Linked DNA regions of Rattus norvegicus: region 2 is linked to region 1. A link is a contact called in public Hi-C data. All regions are on one chromosome and are shown on one strand. Each heading gives the region's core, a stretch centred on a gene start, on an enhancer-like site or on the middle of the called end of the contact. The rest is flanking DNA. Distances are from core to core; before and after follow the strand shown.

Region 1 (4,682 bases), core at 1,123-3,622:
TCTTATCTCTGTTGCAGTCTGGACGTGGCACTGTAAATGCTTATTCTAAGATTCTCCATCTTGGTTCTTCTTCCCCCCCCCCCCCTTTACAAAACCTTTGTCCCCGCCTTACTTTTTACTGTCCAATTACAGGCCTCGCCTGAACTTGTGCCGGCCCTCACCTGTATATGGACATCAACTTACATCCTCCCGTCTCAAGTGTGTGTAAACATTCCTCTCCATTTATTCTCTTATCTGTCAATAAAAGCTGATCAACCAATAAAAACTGAGTAAAGAATAGGGCTGGGCTTCTGTCAGTGGGTAAGGGTGGTGTGGGGAGGGAGGAGGGGGAGGAGGGAGGCAAGGAGTAATCACCACCTGGAGAGGGTCCAGGAGATACCATGAGAACAGCTTGAAGCAGAGAGAGCCAGACCAATACTAAAAATCCAAGTATCTGGGGGATTTTGGCTGGGAGACAGGCAGCTTATCTTAGAGAATCAGAACGGATCAAGAACTGCTTAGATACTGTGCTGCAAAGCCTATTAAATAAATCTAATAGTTTCCGTCTCATTTGAGAGCTGGCTAGGATAGAGAAGAAAACCTTAACATTTGTAAAAATGGCTCATGACACACATCAGGTAGCTTACGACTGCCCACAACTCCAGTTCCACGGGATCCAGTGTCCCCCGGCACATGTGTCATACGCACACAAGTACCCGTAACAGGAAATAAGTCCTTTAAAAATGAATACATGATTTTTTTTAAAGATATCACAAAATAAGAAGCAGTCAGGGCTGGCAATGTAACTCCAGAGCCTTTGTCTTGCATATGAAAACGCAGAATGATTTCGAGAGGAATTAAGGAAATGTCACGTGGCTTATTCTTGTGTCTCAGAATTTTTGTAAACAATGTATTAGGAGGGGGCGGGCACATACCATGGCACATGTGGAAGACAGTCATGCAAGTTCTTCTTCCACCACGGGGGTCCTAGGGATTAAACTCAGGTTGTGAAGTTTGGCAGTATCTATGCCTACTCACTGACTGTAGAGGGAAACAGGGTCTCACTCTATACTTAGAACTCGGTATACAGACCAGGCTGGTTTTGAACTTGTGCCGATCCTCCCAGCTCTGCTTTCGGACTGCTGGGATTAGAGACGCCATACCAGGATGGTATGTTTTTAAGACTAAGCCATAGATTAAAACTTATAATCATTCAAATCGCATGATGTGTCTCTGGTAACACAGCGCTATGATTTGTGTGTGAAGAGTTCTCCTAAAGCCTTCATGTGTCGAAGGGTTCTTCCCCACACGGGAGATAGAACACTGAGAGAGGACTGGATTCTGGGAGCGATATGAGCGAATCATAACATTGGGAGATGGTACAAAGGAGGGGAAGGCAGTTGGAGTAACTAATTCACTAAGAGCTGGTGTTGGAAAGACACGTCTTGTTCCCATGCCTTTCCGTAAGGTCAACTCCACCACGCTCGCTCAGATCAGAGGAGCCAACTCTGATGGAAGCCTCTGAAACCATGAGCCTAGATGCATCTTCCTCCCCTTTGTTTCCTCTCAGGTTTCCGACACAGTGACCAAAAGCTGAAGCGAACACATATGGAATAAAAGATTTGGAAAAATGAAAAGAACTGTGAGGAATCTGATTAGAACCTAAAATCTCACGGATGTGACCTGCACAGGGCTGAGACGCTCTCCTCCTACGCTCACTGCACTGTACCTGGTGTAAGGAAGATAGCTATTAACAGTTCTTGGTTGTATCTGTTACACTAAATATAAAACACCTATAAAAACACAGCTCAAGGGAATGGATGTATGTGACGCGTAACACTGTCAACTCAAGTCACTCACTGGCTTGAATTTTTCCAGTTTTCCCTAAGCTTGTGATGAGATATCCTCAGTGGCAAGATGGCTTCAAGGACACCTACCATGCTCTGGCTGTTTCCTTTTCTCAGAGGCAACTAAGTTATCGGACTTGGGGCAGGGACACCGCCTGACTTCAGTTCTAGGAGGGATATATGGTGGCGTGTGTGGCTGACTACTACAGACATCCCTTGACAGGTTCTCTAGGAATGTAACTCTTACCCAAGTTCCTCTGGGGCACGGCTTGTTCTGCATCCAAACTGCTGAGGTGTCCTTTGCAACCGGGAGGAACCCATCTGCCTCTCAAGTCCTAGGCCTGAGGGGGTCATTACCCTTGTTACTCTCGAGCTGACCCTGCTCCCTGGACCCCTGCCCCTGAGGTAATTCGTCCCTTAGGGCTAAGGCACTCTGGGTTGTTAGTCTCGCCCCTTGAGGGGGTCACGGGTCGGGGCGTCACCCCGGGGTGGCGGAGGGGGAGGAGACGCGATCCTCAGGCCTCGCACCGCCTATTTCCGGGCGTCGCAGCGAGCCTGCCGGAGCTGGTGGGTGGAGCTGCGGCCGGGAGCCGGCGGTGGCGAGGGGACCCACAGTGGCCAAGGCGCGGAGCGGTCGGCGGAGCCATGGCGGGCTGCTGCTCCGTGCTCGGGTCCTTCCTGTTCGAGTACGACACGCCGCGCATCGTGCTCATCCGCAGCCGTAAAGTGGGGCTCATGAACCGCGCGGTGCAGCTGCTCATCCTGGCTTACGTCATCGGGTGAGCGGGCCTGGGGAGGGGCCGCGGCTAGGGGAACCCAGACTGCCGGAGACCTGGCAGCGCCCCCTGGCTCGCCCTCGGAGCTCGGGGCACCCGCTGAACCGGCCAAGCCCCTCCTCCTCCTCCCCAAGTTCAAGAGGCAGCGACACGCCCTCGCCGGGCTCTAGCCACCTGGAACCGGCTTGAACGGGACACTGGGGACAACTGGAGGTCCTACGAGCTGAGCCTTGTCTTAGCTAGACCGTCACCCCATCTTTCTTGCACCCTTACCTTCCGACTTGCTCCATGATGCTCTTTGACTTGGTGAAGGGACTGCGCAGGGAGGGCTGAACTCTTAACGCCACAGTCTTCCCGCTTCCAAGGCTCGTGATTTTCATTCGGTACTTTCTGGGTCTGTGGTTTTGGTTCCTTTAAGAAGCGTTTGATAACCCAGGACCACTTCCCAAAAGTGAGATGTCACACTTCCCAAAAGTGTCTTAAGGGGTCACTCATTTCCTTTGCCTTGTTGGATTGGTTGGGAATAGGAGTACCTGCCTGATTTTGATTCTAAACTCTGCTCCCCGAATACTGTTTATATATACCTCCCACCACTTGGCATTATTAAATGGTTAATTTTAATTGGACGCACCTGTAAGAATTTAATACACCCCAGGAGAGGTGGTGAACGCTACCTTGCCTCCGGGGCCCAATTTCAAGGTATTCAAGTGTCAACAGCTGCTAGCGTGACAGGTGGATCTGTTTTCTTACTCTTTCTAAAGGGCCTAAAAGCACGGGTCCCTAAACTACACATTGGAATCACCTAGGAATCCACAGAAAACATAGATTGCCCATTCACAAGCTGACACAGAGGGCTTACCAACCTCAGTGCCGGACCACACTCACCTGAGAAATTTTTGTGTGACCTTGGGTAGATGAATTAGGTACACAGGTGGTTGGAGAGGCCGCTCAGTGGTTAAGAATGCCTAAGACACAGCCTTTAATCCTAGGACTGGGGTGGGAGAGGCGGCGGATATCTGTGAGTTCAAAGCCAGCCTGGTCTACCAGAATTACGTAGTGTCTCAGATAAATAACAAGCCAGCAGGTCTCCTGCTTGGTGTGAGGTCTGGAATCTGTTCAGACCGCCTTAGGGCATTCGAAAGAAGGCAGGTTTCCCTCACAAGGTTGCAGGTTCCAGCATATGGAAGCAGTAGACACTAGGTAAAATTTGCTGAAGCCGGGTTTCGGTAACCAATAAGTCTGCAGTCCCAGCATTTATGGGCCTTGAGGCAGAAAGATGTTGAGTTTAAAGCTAGCCTGGCCTACATGAGATCCTGTCTCCAAACAAGTCCTCTGTAGATAAAGTGTCTTTTTTTTTTTTTTTTTCTTTTTTCTCGGAGCTGGGGCCCGAACTCAGGGCCTTGTGCTTGCTAGTCAAGCGCTCTACCACTGAGCCAAATCCCCAACCCCGATAAAGTGAGTCTTAAGATGAGGCCTTGGAGGATTTATTCAGTCGCCGGTACCTGAAACACCTGGACAGTCAGTCTGGACTTGTTAAGTGTCTGAGGGAGTAGTTTCCAGGGTTCAGGATGAACTCTCAAGTAGTGAGATATGCAGCTAGCCAACTCGGATTGGAAGTATCTAGAATCAGGAGCTCTCGGCTTTTGCTCTTCTGGGCTAATCTGTTCACTGATGAGAGTCTGTGGCTGTTGTCATTTTAAGAGGGCCATGTGCAGCCACTGAGTGCTAAGCTATCTCAATTAAAATGCACTCAAGCTAAAAACAAACAAACAAACAAACAAACAAAACCCCACTAGGTTTTGAAGGTATTTCCAATATAGTAAACCAAGAAAGTTAAATATCAGTACTTCTCCCACTGGGGTACCAAGAGCCTTTTGCATACCAGACTAGCTTTGTGCTAATGTTTAAATGCTGCCTTGGTTTTTGATTACGTATCTGTGTATGAGTGAGGGAACATGCCACATGTGGAGGCCAGAGAACAACTTTTAGGAGTCAGTTTCCCCCTTCCATTGTAGGTTCCGGGGATGGAATTCAGGTCCTTAGACCTGCACAGTGATCACTTTTACCCGATGAAACCACC
Region 2 (5,211 bases), core at 2,704-5,203, 33 kb before region 1:
AACAAGTCATTCAGCAGTGACCAGTAATAAAGTGACAGAGACGCTTTCCTTCCTGGTTTTTCCATTTTCCTGTACTTTCCTAGAGAAACCGTCACCTAAGACAAGCACAGTGTGTGTGTTCAGGACGGTCATTAAATTTTTGTTAAATTACTAGTAATGCCTGAGGACCAGGGAATAGTTTAGTGACAGAAGATTTGCCCAGCATGTGTGAGGCCTGAGCTTGATCCCCGGTATTGCAAAATAGGTAAAGAATTAATAGGAAAAACAAAACAAAAGACATCGACCCAAATGGGCGAATAGTGAAAGATACCATGAAAGATACATAGTAAATAACACTAGTCACCACTCGGGTAACTGATAGTAAGAAAGAAAAGAAAGCCTTTGGTAAGCTTATATTCATATGTATGTGTATATATATATTCATTCATATTATATCCATATATATTCATATTATATCATACATATTCATATTATGTTAATACATCCATTCATATGTATATGTTCATTCATATTATATTCATATATATATATATATATATATATATATATATATATGAATGATATGGTAGCACATGTCTGGAATCCCACTGTATAGGAGACTAAAGCAAGAAGAACATGAATTCCAGGTCAACCTGGAGACCTTGATTCATACAGCAAACATACCTAGAAAGTTGGATATGGTGGCTCAAGCCTAAATCCCAACACTAGAGATCTAGAGATGCTGAGGCAGGTGGATTGCCTTGAGTTCAAGGCTAGCCTAGGCTATAGAGTAAGACCTTGTCCCAACACACACACACACACACACACACACACACACACACAGAGAGAGAGAGAGAGAGAGAGAGAGAGAGAGAGAGAGAGAGAGAGAGGGAGAGAGAGAGAGAGAGAGAGACTGAGATTAAATGTGACTTTGCCCAAAGTCATACAGACAATGAGTGGCAGAGCTGAGGGTCCGTCGGGGCGGGCTAGCCTCGGAATCTGTTATAACCGCTCAGGTAGAGTCGATGGCATGAGTGAATATCCAAGATGGTTTTGTTTAGAGGGGGAAAAAAATAAATAAAAGAACCATATGTCACAGTTTGTGGGTTAAAAAGGTTAACTGTGCACATAATCTACACAATCTATACATTCTCTATATGTACATTCCACACATATACATGTTTGCATGCATAGGTGGGTCCTGGACACACAGGAGTACTGGCCTTCATGGTTGCTGGCTAAGATCCAATGGTAGAGGAGTGAGCACATTGTATTTTACTAATGTGGACTTGAGGTCCACCCCACGAACTTCCATGATTCCCCCACCTCTGAGAAACCAGTCCTTTCCAGCAGCCGAATGCACAGTCCACTGTTTATTGTCCATTGTCCTTGGGCTCGTGATGGAAACAAAAGTTCAGCCAAGCTCAGGGTGGTGGCATTGGCCTGCTGTGCCAGCAGTAGGTAGACAGAGGAAGGAGGAGGGCACGTTTGAGGCTAGTCCAGACTGGAGAGTAAGTAAGACTGAACCTCAGAGAAGAAAACCAGGCAGTGGTGGTGTTCGCCTTTAACCTCAGCACTTGGATGACAGAGGCAGGCAGATCTCTGAGTTCCAGGCCAGCCTGATCCACAGAGTGAGTTCCAGGACAGCCACGGCTACACAGAGAAACCCTGCGTCAAAATAAAATAAAGAAAATAAGGAGAGAATAAGAAGGAAAGAAAGAAGAAAGGAGAGGAGAGGGGGGCAGGGAACGAAGAAGGAAGGGGAAGAGGAAAAGAAAAGGAAGATTAGTTCACCTTTGTTGGGGATTTAGCTCAGCGGTAGAGCACTTGCCTAGCAAACGCAAAGCCCTGGGTTCGGTCCCCAGCTCCGAAAAATAGAAAAAAGAAAGAAAAAAAAAAAAAAAAAAAAAACCTCTCACAGCCTGTCTGGATGAGTAAAATTTACTGCCCTCCAGAGACTGCATCTGGGTAAATGGAACTGGGGAGAGCTTGGCACAGGTCACCACACCGGGCTGGGGTCCCGCTGGACTGTGGGCGGGACCAAGTCATCCGTAGGGGGTGTGGTCTGTGCCTGACTTCCCTTTGGGGCTTTAACCTGACTTGCCCCGTGCTAAATGTGACTGGCAGATGTGTTCATATCTGTCTGGAGAGGTGACTCTTTGACGCTTGCGCACAGAAGCAGACAAACTTTGACCCTTCCTTTACCAGACGTTAAAGTATGTGTCCTTTGTGGACGAGCCCCACATTTGGATGGTGGACCAGCAGCTGCTTGGGAAAAGTCTGCAAGATGTCAAAGGTCAAGAGGTCCCGGTAAGTGAAAACAGTGAGTCGTTTTGTTTTTTGGTTTTTTTGTTGTTGTTGTTTTTGGTTTTGGTTTTGGTTTTTTGTTTTTTAGGAGATTTTGCTCTTAAGTATACATGATTGTAGAGATTTATATAAATCAAAGGTGATAGATTTGGGGGCTGGGGATTTAGCTCAGTGGTAGAGCGCTTACCTAGGAAGCGCAAGGCCCTGGGTTCGGTCCCCAGCTCCGAAAAAAAGAACCAAAAAAAAAAAAAAAAAAAAGGTGATAGATTTTGACAAAATAACATAGTTGTGAAACCAACATCCAGATTTTTAAAAAAAAATTAGTTGTTCGGGAACTGGTCGGATGGCTCTGAGGGTAAAGGCAGTTACCACTGAGGCTGATGACCCAAGTTAGATCCCTGGAGCCCACACGGGGAGGGAAAGAACCAATTCTAGCAAGTTAGCCTCTGATCTCCCTACACTGACTGTGTTTTACACACACACACACACACACACACACACACACACACCACACAAATCTAATAAAAATGATTTAAAATCAGATGGCTAGGGGTATAGCTCATAGTAGATTTGGGGGGGGGTGGTAATTAGTTTTTTTTGTTTGTTTGTTTTGTTTTGTTTTGTTTTGAGACAGGGTCTCTCTGCGTAACCCTGCCTGCCCTGGAGCTCACTATGTAGACCAGGCTGGCATCAAAAGTGGCCTCTGCCTCCTGGTTGCTGGGATTTCATAGTAGAGATTTATCCAGAAAAGAGACAGAGAAAGACTGAATATTCCAAAAGTCCCTTCCATGCCCCTCCTAAATTGTCATCTTTCCTTAAAAGTGGTCCCCGTCTTGCATCTAAGGATTGGGTAGCCTTGGTCGGACTAGAACTCTTATAGAGACCAGGTTGACCTAGAACTCAGAGACCTCCTGAGGGCTGGGATTACAGGCATGTGCCACCACAGCAGTTTAAGGATTATTTTTACGGATTCTGCGGTTTTATAAAAGTTGGCCTGTGCCAGCTGGGTAGAGCTGTCTACACCTGTAACTCCAGGACTTGAGAGGTCGAGGCAGGGAGATCACTGGGAAACCAGATGAGACCAAGTGACAAAGGAAAACTGGACTGTGTATTTTAAAAGTCTTACACACGCTGCTACAAGAGCTACCTGACACAGAAAATAGCTCATTCTCCCTTTCGTATGATTTCTGTCTTGTAAACATTCAGTTTATTTACCTGTTTCAGTGAGGAAGGGCATTTGGGAAGTTTCTAATATGGAGGGGCGGGGGGGAGGGGGGCAGCAAATGCCAATCATGCCAGCATTCTGCCGGGTGATCACCTGAGTGTCTGGGCTGGCGGCTGGCAGCTGGAGTACATTCAGTGTCAGTGGATACCAACAAACAGCCACAAAGTTCATTTGTGCTCCCACACAGTTCCGGTCCTTGGGCACCTTTGTCAGCTGTATTGATTTCCTGTGGCCCTAACCAGTGACCACGAATGAAGTAGCATAAAACATCAGGCTTGCTCTGTCAGTCCAGAGGGTAAATGGCTGAAGTGAAGGTCTTCGTAGGGCAATGGTTCCCCCGGGAGTCTTCAGGGAAGAATCTTCCCCTTGTGTCCCAGCACTGCCTAGGCCCCGGCAGCCTGGCAGGCTGCCCCACTGAGTGTGGAAAGCACTGGCCTCTACCTCATTTCCTGCCTCAGCAGACAGCCCGTCTAGTTCATTCTCTGCCACGGGTTTTTGGTGCGCTTATAAGAAGGCGGTATCAGATTCAAGAACATTCCCTCTCGTGTTTAGTTCGTCAGGAATTCTTATCAGAAATGGATTTGGAATGTTAAAAAATTTTTTCTGAAGCAATCTGGGAGGTTTTCTCTTTCCTGTGATGTGTTGAATTTCAATGCCCGATCTAAGTTGGGGAATGCTGGGACTTGAGCCTAAGGCCTTGCATATCATAGGTTAACACCACTGAGCCATGCCCTTCTGAATGTAATTGGTGAATGGCTAGGGATGGCTCCTCCCCCCCGCCCCCGCTGGCGGGACTCACTGACTCACAGCGGCTGGGTATGTGTGTAGGAACGAGTGGATGTCTGTTCATGTGAATGCACCGCGTGCACACATGTGGGTGTACACCAGAAGTTGTTACTTGTTTCCCTTAATCGCTCTCCACGTTACTGTTTCAAGACAGAGACTCTCACTGAACTCAGGGCTCACTAATTCTGCTAGGCTGGCTGGCCGGGTTGCTCCAGGGATCCTCCTGCCTCTGTGTCCTTGGCCCTGGGACTTGAGGTGCACCGGGCTCAGCTTGGGATCTAACGCAGGTCCTTCCGCTTGCATGGCGAAGTGCTTTACCGACTGAGCCATCTTGTCCCACAACTTTCCATTGCGATGTGATGGGCCATTCTTTGTAGTTATTAATGGATCGGATTCCATTGTTTAGGACTTTCATAGCTCATCTTGGGGAGAACCTGACCAAAATTTTCCTTTCTTGTAATGTCCTTGTGGACTACAGGTAGAAAGTGAGCTACTTTGCTGGGCGTCCTGATAGATCTCTGTAACCCCAGCATTTGTGAGGTACAGGCAGGAATATCAGGAGTTCAAGACCCTGCCTTACATAGTGTTTTGGGTCAACCTGGGCTACAAGAACTCCATCTCAAAAAAAAAAAAAAAAAAAAAGGTTCTTAGTGTTTGGGAGTGTAACCGTTCATGGCACATAATTCAGTGATGCCCACATGTCACAATCCAGTCAAGGCCACCAGCCCCAGAGCTCCTGTATCTCCTCAGAAAGAAATCCCATATTCATCAAGCAGCCACTACTCACCTGCTTCCTACTGGCCTGTCTCCTCTTGAAACTCTGCCTAAGATGGGCCATATACCATGTGACCTCTGTGTCACTTCTGTCACTTAGCATTGTGTTTTCAAGACTCATCTACGTTGCTGTGTGTGCC

Evidence for each region. A called contact is a pair of places that touch in the nucleus more often than the background predicts.
Region 2: a Hi-C map of liver shows a contact between it and region 1, with 2.8 times the contacts expected there. The contact joins the enhancer-like site here to the promoter of P2rx4 in region 1. A contact is called at or near these places in 3 of 12 Hi-C or Micro-C datasets (kidney and liver).

What each region holds. Positions count from the first base shown.
Region 1 is chr12:39,520,779-39,525,460 of GRCr8, reverse strand. It overlaps P2rx4 (purinergic receptor P2X 4), which reads left to right and starts at 2,372. Exons shown (of 12, transcript NM_031594.2): 1 at 2,372-2,605. The coding sequence starts at 2,472.
Region 2 is chr12:39,554,688-39,559,898 of GRCr8, reverse strand. P2rx7 (purinergic receptor P2X 7) reads left to right here. Exons shown (of 13, transcript NM_019256.2): 12 at 2,188-2,289. Among named protein-coding and RNA genes, the nearest start is that of P2rx4, 34 kb to the right of the region's middle. Within about 2 kb of position 3,953, at least 14 of the 93 cell types and tissues checked have an H3K27ac peak or open chromatin away from gene starts, as enhancers often do. A contact at or near this core is called in liver, where this site is marked.